Regions from separate parts of the Mus musculus genome. Here regions 2 and 3 are each linked to region 1. A link is a contact called in public Hi-C data. All regions are on one chromosome and are shown on one strand. The core of a region is the stretch at or near the end of the contact, and the rest is flanking DNA. Distances in the headings are between cores, read along the strand shown.

What was found. Hi-C and Micro-C count contacts between places; a contact is called where the count stands out from the background.
Region 2: a Hi-C map of CD8 T cells shows a contact between it and region 1, with 5 times the contacts expected there. The contact joins the promoter of Akirin1 here to the promoter of Smim12 in region 1. A contact is called at or near these places in 2 of 484 Hi-C or Micro-C datasets (CD4 T cells and CD8 T cells).
Region 3: a contact with region 1 is called in a Hi-C map of CD8 T cells, with 4 times the contacts expected there. The contact joins the promoter of Mycbp here to the promoter of Smim12 in region 1. A contact is called at or near these places in 2 of 484 Hi-C or Micro-C datasets (CD4 T cells and CD8 T cells).

The regions. Positions count from the first base shown.
Region 1 is chr4:127,242,488-127,245,144 of GRCm38.p6, forward strand. It overlaps Smim12 (small integral membrane protein 12), which reads left to right and starts at 1,297. Exons shown (of 2, transcript NM_030252.2): 1 at 1,297-1,411.
Region 2 is chr4:123,748,938-123,751,594 of GRCm38.p6, forward strand. It overlaps Akirin1 (akirin 1), which reads right to left and starts at 1,362. Exons shown (of 5, transcript NM_023423.3): 1 at 1,011-1,362. The coding sequence starts at 1,227.
Region 3 is chr4:123,903,723-123,906,379 of GRCm38.p6, forward strand. It overlaps Mycbp (MYC binding protein), which reads left to right and starts at 1,291. Exons shown (of 5, transcript NM_019660.3): 1 at 1,291-1,365; 2 at 1,512-1,584. The coding sequence starts at 1,351. It also overlaps D130007C19Rik.

The DNA.
Region 1 (2,657 bases), core at 47-2,546:
TTCTCAATGCTGTCATTTCCACTTTAGCTGGGGATTCTGTGCTTACCCAGGTCTGCTGGAGGGAACTTCTAGTCACTATTAAGATCCAGCTTAGGGATCTGTCCTTCCAGGGAACCTCCACTCATTCTTCTTGTATGGACGGACAGTGTCCTCTGTTATGACACTGTGTGGGTCTTCCTGTTTCTTCTCCATCCAGGAAACTACGGAGGGCAGTCCCCATTTGTATCGCCAATGTCTAGCTTGTAGAATGGCTAAATGCCAGCCTGTGTTCTAGACTGTTCTGATCTCTTCCCACAGATTCAATGCACAAGTAATCAAGGTCTGATAATCACGGTTGCTAATTTCTGGCAGCTTCTTCCTCCCCATCTTCGCTGTCAGGCTTAGCTTTGGGCTCTTTGATCTAAAAGAGGAAGAATCTCTAACTTGACAGTACAGTCTTGAAGACGCTTCCTGTGAGAGTACCCGTGACCTTGAGAAATGGCTCACTGCTAACTTAAGGGAAGCTGGGTAGACTTAAGGGAAGCTGGGTAGAGCACTCCAGGTAGATGAAAGAACATGGACACACAGGCTTCAAACGTTGATTTTTAGCATGCTATTAGTGGGAAGGAGACTGGTCAGGTTGAGAGCAGTGTGGGCAGGTTGAGAAGGCAGGACTATGGTAGTCCATTAGAGAGCTTGGGGTGTGAGGCTTTTTCTTATATGTGATAAGTATAATTCCGCTCAGGGACAGGGGAAACATGGAGGAAGGAGAGTGAGTACTTGCGATCAGAGGGTCTTGGTACTTTCAGCAATTTGTAGACTCACTAACGCTACAATCTAGTTCCCTGCGAGATGTGTGCCTGGCACAGTATTTTACAAACAAGATGTTATCTAACCCTTGCAACATCCCTGCTGAAATGGAAGGTTTTAACGCTATGCAGAAGAATTGAGGCTCAGATTAATTAATGATGTTCCCAAGGACACACAGCCTGAAAGCACAGATCCCAAGAAGATTGAAAGTACTAGGTTATTCTCTGCTACGGGAGCTTCTGGAGGTCAGGGGTTGGGTTTTCGGTTTCAGTAATATCCGACCTAGGTAAGTCTCGGAAGACACCTAATGAACTTCATTTGGATCAATGAAAGCTGACTATTCTTTTTTCTTCTTCACAAGCATGTGGCAACGTCACAGGGGAGCCTCCGAGCCGTCAGGGGGCGCTATACTATTCTGCGTTTAGTCCAACGCAGGGTCGGGTGCCTGGCTTCCTTTCTTCTGTAGCTGGCTGGAGCTCAGCCAATCGCTGCTCTCCGAGAGATGCCAGTGGGCGGGGCCTCGGGCGCGCCCCGCGGGCCACTGGGAACCTCGGCGTCCCTGTTGCTCCCGGCTAGCGGGCGCAGCGCGGGACCTGTCCGGGGTGTGCGGGCTGGACCGCAGGTGAGTTCCCAGGGCTGAGGGCACTTCGCTTCCCAGGATCGCTGGCCCCCAGTCCCACGGGAACGGCTCCTCCTAGTTGAGGGAGCGATGGTTTCCGTGACCCGCTCGGCCTCGGCCAGCTTTTGGTGGCCGAGTGTGGACTGTGGTCAGATCTCGTCCGCCTCAGGCCCCTGCAGGCCGAAGGGTGACGAAGCCACGCGTGTGGCGTGACTGGACAGGGAACAGGAGCTGATGACCCGAACCTCACTGGCGCTCCCATCCCAACTTGGCTGGCTGTCAAGGCTGATGGTTTCACCTTCTCGGACCTCCTACGACTGCTCTCATTTGGAGAGCTTCCGGTGGGCTCAGGCACTGGGACAGGTTTCCTGGCGGCCCGGTTGACCTGTACCTGGAGCCTTTGGCTGGCGCCCCTGCGTGTCGGGCTGGAAATAGGCGTTGCAGTATTTGGGAAACACTTGTGCTACTTACATTTTGATACCTTCGGGATGACTTCATGAAGTCTAGCTGCTTATGATCATATCCCTATACCCCTTTGTGAGTGCGGGTGGAAGGCTGCTGTAGTCTTCCATAAACAAAGCAACATGTTTATGCTGCCTGTCATTCATTCGACCAACAAACTTTTTTAGCTCTTTGCTAGGGAGGATAGCAAGGGTGGGAAGAGGCACAGAGCATAGGACGATCCGGACATCCTTAGTTCTTAACCTTGTGGAGCTCCAGGGTGTTTTGAGAGCTGTAGACAGGTAGGGTAGGCCCACATAGCTTACCGAAGAGAAGGTTGTGTTGTATACATGGATGACTGGAATTCGGACAAGAGCACATAGAACTTGGGCTTTCTATGTACAAGAGTAATACTCATAGACTGGTGCTTGATATGCCCGCCCTAAGACAAATTGGAAAATTGAGAGTCTCTACCCAGGAATTGTATAAAGGACTTGCACTTGGTGTGGACCTGTGATCACAAGCACTTGGCACTGGAAACAGGAGCGTCGGCAGATCAAAGTTATCCTTAGCTACTTTGAGGGTTTGAGGCCAGGCTGGGTGCCATGAGAACCTGTCTTAAAAATAAAAACAAGCCCAACGGTGGTGGCACATGTCTTTAATCTTGGCACTAAGGAGGCAGAGGCAGGCCAGTCCAGTCTCTGAGTTTGAGGCCAGCCTGGTCTACAGAAGGAATCTGAATGGCAGGGCTACACAGGGAAACCCTATCTCAAAAAACCAAAACCAGCTGACCAAACAAACCCCAAAA
Region 2 (2,657 bases), core at 112-2,611, 3.5 Mb before region 1:
AAAGCTCGAGAGGACTGCTGGTGGCAGCAGTATCCTTGAGGGGCTAAGCACAGGAAGGAGGAAATGAAAACTAGAGGCACTAGAGACTGCAAGATGTAAGGGGGAAAAATGATTTAAAGGGACTGCAGGTTTTCCTAATGCTTGAGGAACAACAATAAGAAGAAAACAAAGAAACAACTTGGCCAAATCCACTTTTGAGGGATTATTTCTGGGATCCCTCTAATTTGCTGAATATGGGTGCTGAAGCGCGTTCCCTCCTCCTACTGCAATATGATAGGCATCTTTACTGCCCCATGAGTCCTTCTTTTTGCCTTGTCTAAAACGAAGTGCCTTACTCAAGTCGAGTCACTGTATTAGATATTTGAATTTTGAGTACAGAATCTCTGTATACTTAAGGATTCTCAAATACTAGCCAACCAACTACCCACTTCAAGCCATACCCGAAACAAGACAATAGCCACACGATAAAACAAGGTCAGTCCGTCTCTTAAGAAATAGTCTGGTTGAAATTGCATTCCATGGCTTCTGCTCCCTAAAGAATTCTAGAAATCAAGTCTTCCTAAAAGCACCTTGCGGCGCTACATACGCTCACGCCCCTTCCCCTCTATCCGTCTCCCGCCCCACTCATGGCTGGGTTCGTGAGCAGAATCCAATTTTCCATGGCCCACTGGATCTCCCGGGAGGTTCCGCACAAGCGGAGGCAGGAGGGGCTTCAGGGACACCAAGAGCCTTCGGCGGTCTGGGGTATCCCCACCTCATTTTGGTGCCCACCCCTCAGACTCTCCAGCTCCAGGAAACCCGAAAACCGACACTGTGGGGTCACTGCCCTTCCCGGATGTCTCTCGTCCCCGGAAGCAACCGGGCCCAGCAGCACCCCAGTTCCTTTTTCTCCCAAGGCCGATATGGGGTGCGGAGGTGATCTCGGCCGGTGTCCACGACCCCCGCACCCTCCCCGCCCCCCACGCCCGGGCCTGGCTTCCTGCCAAGTCCGCAGCAGCAGCGCAGGTTACCGGGAGTTGGAAGACGACGCTCGCTGCCGGGTGGGGCAGGCTGCTGGAGGCTCGCCGGCGGCGTCTGCATCTGAAGCGGCGGCGGCTCGGCGTCCGGGGGCCTGAGGCCCGGAGTGGGGCCGGGCAGAGGGGCGCAGCGTCGCCGCTTCGGGGAACCGGGGCTCAGCAGCGCCGCCTCGAACTCCATGGGCCGCTTCAGTGTCGCCCCGCACGCCATCCCGCGGAAGGGCCAGAGACCAGACGCAGACGCGGCAGCAAGGACTGCCCTGGATCCAACTCTTCAGCTACGGCTCCCAAGCCAAGCCGGCTCCAATGGCGCCTCCGGCACCCGGCAGCCGCGCTGGCCCCGCCTCCTGTGACGTCACGGGCGTGCGCCACCGCCCGGCAGAGGGGAAGAAGTCGGAAAAGGGCCGATCCGGGAGGCCCGCGAGCCTGGGCTCGGCCCATGGCGCCCCCTGCGGAAGAAGTAGGCCGGTCTGGGCGGAGAGCGTGGTCGCCTAGCAACACCCCCGCCCCCGCCCCTCCCAGGGCCCCCCCCTTCACGCTCTCTGCCGGAGTGGCCTGGGAGGTCTTTCGCACCTGCGCGGCAGGGGCCTCGGGGGCGGGGGATGGGAGAGACCCTGGGAGACCGGGGTTCCCTTGGCCGCGTGACCGATAAAAGAGGTGATTCTAAAGGGTTATCAAAGGATTTTGTCTTGAGTCCCAGGAAATCTTCACAAACATAACCGGGTTATCTAAGGATAGACTTTATTTAATCCACGAACCCTGTGCAATCATGGGCAAAATTGGAAGGGGAGGTGTGTTACAAATGAATGTATTTTGGGGATAGATGACCCGGCCATTAATCGGATCACTAAATGGATATGTGTTACGCAAAAAAGGATTAAAAGGAAAAAAAAAAAAACAAAAAACAATCCTACCAGAAAACTCACTGGCTTAAACTGTCTAACCAAGTGATACCAGGGTGTTAGGAACTTCCCCTGATAGCTGATTTGGCAGTTGGCTTCCTCATCCGACTTGGCAACTCAGACTGGTTCTTCCTCGGGTCAATCGAGATTCTCTGCCGTACTGTTGGCTGGAAAATGCTTTTGATATTCAGCAAATGAATAGAAAACAGGGAGGTTCTGCTTTAGGGAACTCTGGTTGTAATTTTCCTGGGGAGTAACTCCAGTGCTTTCAAATACATCAATAGAGTCATCAGAACAACACCTCCACATTCAAAGCCTTTCTGTAATTATTTGTATATTAGTGGCTGTGATTCCTGTAATCTGGCTTTAACATTATCTCTGTAACAGATTTTTCTAGAACAGTCCAAATTTTAGATACTCATTTCTAATTGCCAAGATGGCTGTCACAGTACTTCAACACACTTGGGGTTAGACAATAAAGGCATACTATCTCCAATCTTCCTCCTCCTTCTCCGCCTCTTCTTCCTTCTCCTCCTGTTCGTTTTGGTTGCTTTTCTCTGAGTCCTCTTCCGTTTCTACAAACTCTTTAAAGATCATAACATAGGTCATATACTTTCACATTTATTTCTGTAAAATATAAGACAGCACAGCATACCAAATTGCTGGTTTTCTGTTTGTTTTGCCATATTGGGATTCAAGCCTCCCTAGGCACATTACCCATGTTAAGTTTATTTTAGCA
Region 3 (2,657 bases), core at 41-2,540, 3.3 Mb before region 1:
TGGCTTCTCATAACCAAATATGTTTTTTTCTCAAGACCAACAGAAAAGACAGTATTTTCATTATTTGTGCAACATAGAGCCATCGTTTTGCTTTTCTTAGATAGTCTAGAAACTTTGCAGCTAGGGAGCAGTAAGATGACTTGGTGGTAAAGGCACTCGTTGTCAAGCCTGACAACCTTAATGCAATTACTGAGACTAACGGTGGAAGGAGAGCAAGTCCTATGAGTCTTCCGATCTCCAACTGCACCACGGCATGAATACTCTTCCCCAACTCCTGGAAAAAAAAAAATCCACTGGATTTCAAAAAGATAAGGTGGGGGTAGGGCCTTACATTAAAACAAGACTACAATGAATTCTTTGTTTTGGAGACAGGGTTTCTGTGTAGCCCTGACCATCTTGGACCAGAATGGCTTCGAACTCAGGATGGTCTCCACTTTTCTTGCACTGAGATTAAATTCGTGTGCCACCAGCGCCTAGTGAATAGAATGACTTCTATATAGAGAGATCAAAACAAAATCTAGCCAAGTAGCAGGCACAACTACAAATTCATTAAAGGGCCCTCTTCTGCACTTAGAAATCTCCTTAGAGAGACATACACACTTAGTACTACCTATAATTATTTTCAACATAAAAACACGCATAATATATATGGAAAAGAACTTAATGTTAACCACTAAGGGGGTATAAAAAAAAAAAAAAGGAAACTAATGACAAAGGCAGAGAAAAGAACCACTTCAGAGGTCATTGCCCTAATCCAACATTGCTGTAGAGATAAGTTTTCTACCAGCCAGCAGTTATCTGCAAATATCACGGGGCTTAATGATTACAAGCAAGCCCTGAACAAGCCCAAAAGAGATTCTTTATTTAGCTGAGGGTGACCTTGAACTTTTTCCTGGTGCTGGGTATTTTTCTGAGCCAAGAAACACGGCATTGGTCTGTTCCTCACCAAAGACCCAAATGACAAGGAGTGCGCGCCCACTAACACGTGGGGAGATACTACATCAGGAGCCTCTAACTCCTGGCCACACCCATCCAGGGCCCCACAGGTCGTTCGCCTGGCTTTACCTAAACCTCGCCTCTTGCTAGGCAACCGAATCGCCGCGGCAACCGGAACAGGAAGACGCGAGACTGCCCGGAACCGCGGAGGGCGGGCTCACGCAGCCTCTCTAGGCTCCGAGGAGACAGGGATACACAGCGTCCCGGTCGCCATGAAAACAGGCCACACCCCGGTGGCCCCGGCCCGTGCCTGCCCAGTGCGCAGACGCGCGCGCCGTTCCGCGCATGAGCAGTGAGGCTTGGAGCCCGCCTGCCCGTGTCTCCGGCGCCAGCTACGCCGCTGTGGCTGTCACTATGGCCCATTACAAAGTGAGGGGGGCGCGGCGTGGCTCGGGGCGTGCGGGCGGCGCCGGGTGGGAGTTGGGGCGTGTGCAGGGCTTGGGGCCGGCGGCGGGGCGCGCCGTCTTCCTGCTCCGGCCCCGGGCTCCGGTCCCTGACCCGCCGTGTCTCCTCAGGCCGCCGACTCGAAGCGCGAGCAGTTCCGGAGGTACTTGGAGAAGTCGGGGGTGCTGGACACGCTGACGAAAGGTGAGCCGAGGCGGGCGGCTGCAGCCCACGTCCGCGCGCTCTTGGCCAGGTGGGGCCCGCCCCGGGAGCAGCGAGGCCTTGGGGTCCCGTGGGTCGGGCGCACGCCGGCCGCGGGACTTCGCCTCGCCCCGGTGGTCGCTCTCTGCCCCGGACTGAAACTCTTGCAGCTGTTGCAAAGTCTCTCCAACTTCCGTTGCTTTCCCGCGAGCAGCCGCAGTGGACACGTTAGCAAGACCTTGAGATCCCAGTTGCTCCCTGCCGTATAGTGTGCGGGATTTTACAAATTTTTCTTTTGGACAAAGGCAACTAAGAAAATGACTGGATTTGAAAGTGGGTTATTAAATGGCTCTAGTCCCCGAAGCTGGAGATTCATAGACAGTTTGGGCTGTGGCTTTTCAACTCTTTTAGCCTATAGTAATTCCTACTTTGTGTAGATATCATAATTAAAGTGGAATTACAATTTGAAAAGTGCTTCAGAGCACATAAAAACAGCTATATTCTTTACTTTAAAACAATGGAAGCGTAAAGTGTATCCCTTCCTTTCTGGGTGTAAGGCTAGAGAGTATGGTGGTTGGAATCATAGAATAAAGCTAACTGGCCTTAACAGTATATTGAATGCCTTCTACATGGTAAGAACTCAACATTGCTTGGTGTTTTCAAGGGAATAGAATGGAATGGCTGGCAGGGATTGAAAACTTGGTCCTTTTGAGAATAGGAAGTGTCTGGGAAATAATTTGTATCTGCTTTTTAGGGAACAAAAGCTAGGGGAAAATTTGGGAGAACTTAGAAGAAAGCAGGGCTTTTAATTCTCTTACATGGATGAACTGACAAGTTAGAATTACTACTCATTTCCTTATGTCATCGGAAGTCAATGTGAGCAAAAGTATAAGGAACTACTCTGTGAGACCACTGTAGTTTGTGGCATCAGAAGTGTCACAGATGGCTTGGAATTCTGTTAAAAAAAACCCCTCATGTTTCTTTCATGTAATGATTTTACTCCAGCCGTGTGTTCTGGGCACCAAGGGGATACAGCCATGGAAATGTTCTTGCTTTTGGGAGCTTGTAGCTTAGAT